Regions from separate parts of the Sus scrofa genome. Here region 2 is linked to region 1. The links are chromatin contacts, called in public HiChIP or PLAC-seq maps. All regions are on one chromosome and are shown on one strand. The core of a region is the stretch at or near the end of the contact, and the rest is flanking DNA. Distances in the headings are between cores, read along the strand shown. Region 1 has its middle 7.1 kb from the start of SHCBP1L. Region 2 overlaps NMNAT2 (nicotinamide/nicotinic acid mononucleotide adenylyltransferase 2).

Region 1 (3,713 bases), core at 1,204-3,703:
AAAAGGATAGAAGGACCTACAAACTTCAAACTGTACTAGTTGTAACTTTTGAGAAGGAGAATGGTATTGGGAATAGTGGTTTTGTAAAATGGGAATTTCGTGTTTTACCCTGTATATTTTGTATTACCTAAATGTTTTAAAATGAAATATATTGGAGGTCCCTTGTGGCTCAGTGGGTTAAAGACCTAGCATTGCCACTGTTGTGGCTCTGGTTATAGCTGTGACGCAGGTTCAGTCCCTGGCCCAGGAAATTCTGTATGCCATGGGCTTTGCCAAAAAGTAAATAAATAAATAAAATATATTTATGTATCACAGTAACACTCAAAGAAAGAAAGTGATACAGTGTAAAAATAGAAGTGAATCTTAGGCTCAGTGGGTTAATAACCCCACTAGCATCCAGGAGGATTTGGCTTCAATCTCTGGCCTCACTCAGTGGGTTAAAAGATCCAGCGTTGCTGAAAGCTGCAGTATGCATCGCAGACCCTATTTGAATCTGGTGTTGCTGAAGCTGAGCCATAGGCCAGCAGCTGCAGCTTTGATTTGACCCCTAGCCTGGAACCTCTATATGTCGTGACTGTGGCCCTAAAAAGAAGTGAATCTTAGCAAGAAGTTCAATAAGCCCATTTATATCACAGATGAGGAGACTGAAGTATTAAGAAATAAAATGGTGTGTGTTGTTATATGTACGATGGTTGAGCTGAGCTAGAGCATGCCAGCCTGACTCCTGCCCCAGGGTTCTTTAGGTTACACTGTTTTGCCTTTCCCTGGTGAAACTTCTGAAAATGCTCCATCTTAATATGATTTCACAGTTAAACTTTTTTTGAGAGATTGGTACTTATGTGGCCTTTAAAAAATTTTGCAAGAATATATAACGTCAGTCATTCAATCAACTAGTATTTATTAAATAGCTAGCCATTACTAATTAGATGCTGGAGCTCACATCCTGACTCATTGGTTAACAAACGACTGGTATCCATGAGAATGCAGGTTCAGTCCCTGGCCTTCCTCAGTGGGTTGGGGATCCAGCATTGCCATGAGCAGTGGTGTAGGTTGCAGACATGGCTCGGATCCCATGTTGCTGTGGCTGTGGTGTAGGCTGGCAGCTACAGCTCAGATTCGGCCCCTAGTCTGGGAACCTTCATGTGCCGTGGGGGGCAGCGCAAAAAAAAAAGACACACACACACAAAAAAAACCACCTAATTAGATGCTGACTGCTGTATTCCCAGGTACTCTGCTAAGTCCTGGAAATATAATGTTGACTCAGATAAACAGAGTTGCCTTCAAGAATTATGAGAAAATGTTTACCATATAACCATATATTAAATAAAAACAAAATACGAAGCTGTATATACTAGAAGAAAATGCCAGAGAATGTTAATAATATTATTTAGGAGTTTTAGGGGATTTTATGTGGTTCTTTACGTATTTCCATGTTTTCTTTTTCGTAAAAGTTTTCAATTTGTGTGGTATTTGTATCACAATTAGAAAAACAGATTTTAAAGAATCAAATAATAGCTTCTTGATTAAGTTTGAAGCATACTGAATTATATGAAAAGGGAAGAAGGCCATTAGACTAAAGGAAATACAGTGTTTCCTGGAGGAGAAAAACACGTGGGCAAGCTCTTCTATTCTAAACATAAATCTATGGATCCCTCAGAGAAAAGGCTTCTCAGAGGGCACAGAATGTAGGTGGGAAACATCTCTCGTTGCATTGCTAGGGACCATCAAGCAGCCAACTTCAGAGGAAAGAGCACTGGAAGCCATTTCAGGCTAGTATTTGAGCCCTCAGGCTCTGGAGGAAGAGAGCTCCGATTAACCCCTTTGTAGCTAGGCAACTTTGAGAAATGTACTTGCTTTTCTGAACTTTGGTTTTCTCTCTGTAAATGGGAACATGATAGAAATCGTATCACTGGGTGGTTATAAGAATTAATTGAGATAATGTCTGTTAAAAAAGCTCAAAACCGTGGTTGGCGCATAGATGCACTTAGATTGTTACCTGCTGCTGACCTCAGCAGCAGTAGCTTATTCTCACTTCCCTGACCATCCCCCTGACTCCACCCCCCACCCTACAGGCCACACACGTATGTGGACCCACATACTGGAAGACAGAGGCTATGCTATGGAGAACGTGTCAGTGCAATTTTAGGCCAGCATACAAATTGACTCCTTTGCTTAACAATCAGACTAGAAATAGAACTACCGTGCGTAATAAAATACAGTAATAGAGAATGATACATTTGAAAATTTTTTTCATGTTATTGTTTAGGCTCTGTCCATGTTCATAGAAATAAGTCTTGATATTTTAAAATATCCATTGCTTCATTTTCCACATCTCTTAAAATAATCAATCATGATAGGACTCTGAAGAAAATTGGCCATGTGATAATGTAGGAAGGCTTAGCTCTAAGTGCCAGGTCTTCCAAATAAGCAAAGGCTTGGGTGCTTCCCTGATGAGTGACCAACACAGCTGTTCAACTTGAAGAGACCACATGCTCTTGGACAGTGAGAGTGTCCACAGCCCTCATATTACCCCTTATTCATTGTCCAGCATCAAAAGTTTGGTGCTTTAGCACTTTGATGCTTTGAAGAACCATTTGTCAAATACGCAAATACCATTTTTGTAATAATGCAGCACCTGCTGGATTTCGAAGGAAAGTAAAACAGTTCAGTAAACCTACAATGAAATCATAAGATCATTTCCTGCTGAGATGTTTCTTATAGCCAGGAAGAGAGTCAGCCTGGGTACACAGCCAGCACCAATGAGGACAGAGAAAGAAAAAGCCAAAGCCCTGATCCAACTCTGCTTGAAGCTTGGAACCCACTCTGGGCTCTTCTGCTATATGGGCCAATAAATCCTTCTGCTGTAGGGAGTTCCCGTCTTGGCGCAGTGGTTAACGAATCCGACTAGGAACCATGAGGTTGCGGGTTCGGTCCCTGCCCTTGCTCAGTGGGTTAACTATCCGGCGTTGCCGTGAGCTGTGGTGTAGGTTGCAGACGCGGCTCGGGTCCCGCGTTGCTGTGGCTTTGGCGTAGGCTGGTGGCTACAGCTCCGATTCAACCCCTGGCCTGAGAACCTCCATATGCCACGGGAGCGGCCCAAGAAATAGCAACAACAACAACAAAGACAAAAGACAAAAAAAAAAAAAAATCCTTCTACTTTAAAAAACCAATAATGGATAATTTACATCGTGTATATTCATAAAGCCAACAGGTTTTTGGTAAAACAGGTAAGTTTCCTATTCTGGTTTTGAGCCATAGAACCAAATTATTTTTTCTTCTAGTTGTATTGAGATAAAAATGATATATATGAGTTCCTGTTGTGGTTCATTGGGTTAAGAACCCAGCATAGTGTATGTGAGAATGTGGATTCCATCCCTGGCCTGGCTCAGCATGTTAAGGACCCAGTGTTGCTGCAAGCTGTGGCATAGGTCACAGATACGGCTTGGATCCTGTGGCATAGGCCTCAGCTGCAGATCTCATTCAACCCCTAGCCTGGGAACTTCCATATGCCCCAGTTGGGGCTGTAAAAAGAAAAAAATGAGGAGTTCCTGTTGTGGCTCAGTAGTTAACGAATCCGACTAGGAACCATGATGTTGCAGGTTCGATCCCTGGCCTTGCTCAGTGGGTGAAGGATCCAGCGTTACCGTGAGCTGTGGTGTAGGTTGCAGACATGGCTCGGATCCTGCATTGGCTGTGGCTCTGGCATAGGCCGG
Region 2 (3,866 bases), core at 289-2,788, 340 kb after region 1:
AGAAGAGCCGTCACCTTTTCTCCCCTCATATCAAATAACAGTTAAATCATGTGTTATGACCATTGGCCCTAGGTGGACAGTCTGCTTTATTTCATTATTTGCCCAACACATAGTACAGTTCTTTATATGCAGCAGTTGCTCAGAAAAGAAGTGAATAGCAATTTCTTGAGCATCTACTATATCCAGGGTACCCAGCCTGGGAGCTGAAGGTCGGAGGTGCACCAAAGGGACATGTCCCTGCCTCAAAGAGCCTACAACCTGGAGGAGGGAGACAGGCAAGACAGGTATTTATTTTGAAGTACACACACAGACACACACAGACACACAGACACACACACACACACACACACACACAGGCACACTGAGAAAAAAGACGTGAACAGAATGCAGTAATCAGGCACACAGGAAACAGGTGAGAAAAGCTACTTAGACATGGCTGTCGGAGAAGATGTGTTGGAAAAAGTAATTTTCCTTCGAGGCATACATGAGGAGGAAATCAGAGACTTAGAGGCTTAGCATGCCAAGTGGAGGCATGGCAGTGCAGTGCAAAAACTCTAGGACACGATAAAGTTCAGTGTTTTCTAGACCTTGAAAGGTTCAGTATCACTAGAATGGTTCGGCAGGCAACATATTACCTTGAGGCATATACTAAGGGAAATATGAAGTCACTGATGCAATTTTTAAGAAAGGGAGGGACATGATCTCACTTACGTTTTCAGAAAAGCACTCTGGGCTATGAGGAGAAAGGACTGAGAAGCTACAAGACCAATACCGCAATGGATGAGGTGGGAGTGGATGAGGGAGACAGATGGAAAGGGAAAGACGGGCTCCAGATACACGTCGGAGGAAGAGTTACCAGGTTAGCTGAAGGTTTGGCTTCAGGCTTAGGCAAGGGCTGGGACAGCAGGTGGATGGAAAAGGACTGGGGAAGGACCAAGAGGAGAAAGACAGAATTAGTGTGCAATCATGCTGCACACGGGTAAAAGCAGTGGGATGACTGTCACCGTTTACCATTTCCTAGCAGTGTTCATAACTCTTTTCTTTCCATAATAGGAAAACAGAGACCGAAATTGGCGAGAGAAGCTCAGTTCACATGCAAATTATGGAGATGTATTGGCACAAGGATTACCAATTCAGCCAACCTAATAAACCATATTTCTAGGCAATCCTTCATGTTGGGTGACAGTTTATGTCTATCAGTGGCTCCTACAGCTTTCCAACAGGTTTCCAACAGCTCTTCCCATGTGAAAATGTGTACATGGCACAGAGACTAGTCTTTCTCAGAGTCATTAGGGTGAGTGGCTGAGGAAGAGAACAGATGTTTATTCGGCAGCAGAGAACTCTCTGTACCTAAAAACCAGGTGATTTCTTGGTGCACAAGGACATTTGTGAGTCATGAGGGCAGATCTCTTGAGAGTGGTGACTGAAGAATGGGGAATAAAAATAGCTCTTTTGGCCGCTGTTTTTCTTCTTTGGCCCAGGGAGGCTCCCTGCTCCTCCCTGCCGTCTGCTCCCTGGCTCTCCTGAGTTTCAGAGGAGCTGGCACCGAGCATTACCCTTTCTCACTTGACATCCTCTCCAACACAGCGAGCAGCTTTACTGCCAAATCTCTAGGCCGGTGGCTTATCAGATGTCAGCTGCCCCCACAGCTCCCAGAGTGGGCAGAGAGGTTGCTTGCAGCCAGGGCTCAGGGCCAGAAAGGAGGGCTCAGGGCCAGAAAGGTGAGAGGAAGGTGTCATGTGAGGGGTTCATCACCTGGTCCCAGAACCGAAGACCACAGAGCTCTGCAGCTGGACTCTAGCCATGGCAGGCTGAGCTGGCAGATCCCGGATAAAAGGTGAGGGGCCGGACACCACGGGCTGGGACCCTGGCTTCCTGGTTTCCTCCCCATCTACTGCACCACCCCTTCTTACCTCCAGAGACAGCGGAGGGGCTGGGCTTTCTTTGGACATAATCCAAGGCTAAGATTTTAGGTGTTGCTCTGAAGGTTAATGAGCCTTTCTGGATTCACCATCTCTGCTTCACCATTTCTGCCTCCTTGCCACTGCCCCAATGTTCTTGGGCAGTGGCTCTCTGTCCCTAGCCCTTTCTGAGAAAGATGGAGATGAGTGCGAAGCCCTGGAAGTCCCATGGAGAGCCAGCATGGCCACTGCTGGTCTGAGCACAGGTCTGCTTTCCGAGCTAGCAACCCTCCCAGACCTGGTCTAGGTGACTTGTCCCTGGGGGCCGTGCCTACTGGCCTTCCCAACCCCAATACTTAGTGCCGCTGGAATGCTCTTCTGCAGCAGGAAAAGTCTGCCTCCTGCGGGAGACTTTATGGAAAATCTGCTCAATTTACACTGTCTCCCTCTGCTGACCCACAGTGACAGGAAGTTGGCTGCCATCTAATAAAATGTGACCCTACTCTCCAAATCCATTTGCAATTGACTTGGCTAGACGGGCCAATAGGAATCTTTCCCCTGATATTAGCTTTAGAGGAGAGACAGAAAAACACTGGATAAGGAGATTTGGTCCTTCTCTGATGCCATGGTTGGCCATTCTGTGACGCTTGAGATGTAGAGGTGGCAAGTCAGCAGAAAGAAGGAGCAATGAATCAGACACGAAAGGAGGTAAAGATGAGAGATAAAAATACTTAAGGGTCCCCCACAGCATTCCGGATTTGGGTCTCCAGCCTCCCTGAGAACCATTCCTGCCCACAGGGCTTCATGATTACTCAGAAAGTCCCTTTTTCCTAAAATCTTTTCTCTCCCCACCACCAACATAGACGAAAGCAACAATAATGCTATTATATTTAATTCTAACGTGTACCATCAATTTGAATAATGTTTGTTGGTGTGTCTTTATGTGTATGTGTTGGGGAAGAAACCCTACATTAAAATAAATATTGTTGCTTGTATGCCTTATTCTAATTGCAAAAGTGTTCAGCATGAAAAGCATGCAGCTTAACGTTGAGAAAACAGGACACTTCAATTTTAAACTCTCCGATCCTGACTCTTTTTTTTTTTTTTTTTGGTCTTTTTAGGGCCACACCCGTGACAAATGAAGGTTCCCAGGCTAGGGGTTGAATTGGAGCTGTAGCCACCGGCCTACACCACAACCACAGCAACACAGGATCCAAGCCACATCTGCAACCTCCACCACAGCTCACAGCAACGCTGGATCCTTAACCCACTGAGCAAGGCCAGGGATCGAACCCGCATCCTCATGGATACCAGTAGGTTCGTTAACCACTGAGTCAGGACAGGAACTCCCCTGATCCTAACTCTTAATTAGGTAAAATGGCCCATTTATATCTAATTAAAGTGTATATGTCTCCAAGTCATTAAAGAGTAGCTGAGGAGTTCCTATTGTGGCTCAGCAGAAACGAACCTGACTAGCATCCCTGAGGACGTGGGTTCAGTCCCTGGCCTTGCTCAATTGATTAAGGATTGGTGTTGGCATGAGCTGTGGTTCAGATCATAGACACGGCTCAGATCCTACATTGCTGTGGCTGTGGCGCAGGCTGGCAGATTCAGCTCTGATTTGACCCCTACCCTGGGAACTTCCGTATGCTGCAGGTGAGGCCTGAAAAGGCAAAAAAAAAAACAAAAAACAAAAACAAAAAGGAGTAGCTGAAATTTACCTGTTATCCCTTACACAGGAGGAGACCCACTGGGGTTTGTCTTCAGCTGGTCGGGAGCAGCGTGTGGCAGTTTCCTGTGGGACTCTGCCATGGGATGACAACCACAATCAAAACGGGGTGGATCATAGTCATAAGAGGATCTCCTTGGGAAGAACATGATCCCAGCTCTTACTGTCGCCCTCATGGAGGGACACAGTCACAGCCACATTAAGCTGTCCACTTTTCCAAAGGAGGCTGCCCACCC

The links. HiChIP or PLAC-seq counts read pairs in DNA pulled down with a chosen protein or histone mark.
Region 2: a contact with region 1 is called in an H3K27ac HiChIP or PLAC-seq map of skeletal muscle. The contact joins two enhancer-like sites. A contact is called at or near these places in 1 of 47 Hi-C or Micro-C datasets (embryonic fibroblasts) and 1 of 2 datasets of contacts at active chromatin or transcription factors (skeletal muscle).

The regions. Positions count from the first base shown.
Region 1 is chr9:124,227,063-124,230,775 of Sscrofa11.1, forward strand. No RefSeq gene overlaps it. Among named protein-coding and RNA genes, the nearest start is that of SHCBP1L, 7.1 kb to the left of the region's middle. Within about 2 kb of position 2,454, at least 1 of the 83 cell types and tissues checked has an H3K27ac peak or open chromatin away from gene starts, as enhancers often do. A contact at or near this core is called in skeletal muscle, where this site is marked.
Region 2 is chr9:124,566,908-124,570,773 of Sscrofa11.1, forward strand. All of the region lies in intron 4 of NMNAT2 (nicotinamide/nicotinic acid mononucleotide adenylyltransferase 2), which reads right to left. Among named protein-coding and RNA genes, the nearest start is that of SMG7, 130 kb to the right of the region's middle. Within about 2 kb of position 1,539, at least 9 of the 83 cell types and tissues checked have an H3K27ac peak or open chromatin away from gene starts, as enhancers often do. A contact at or near this core is called in skeletal muscle, where this site is marked.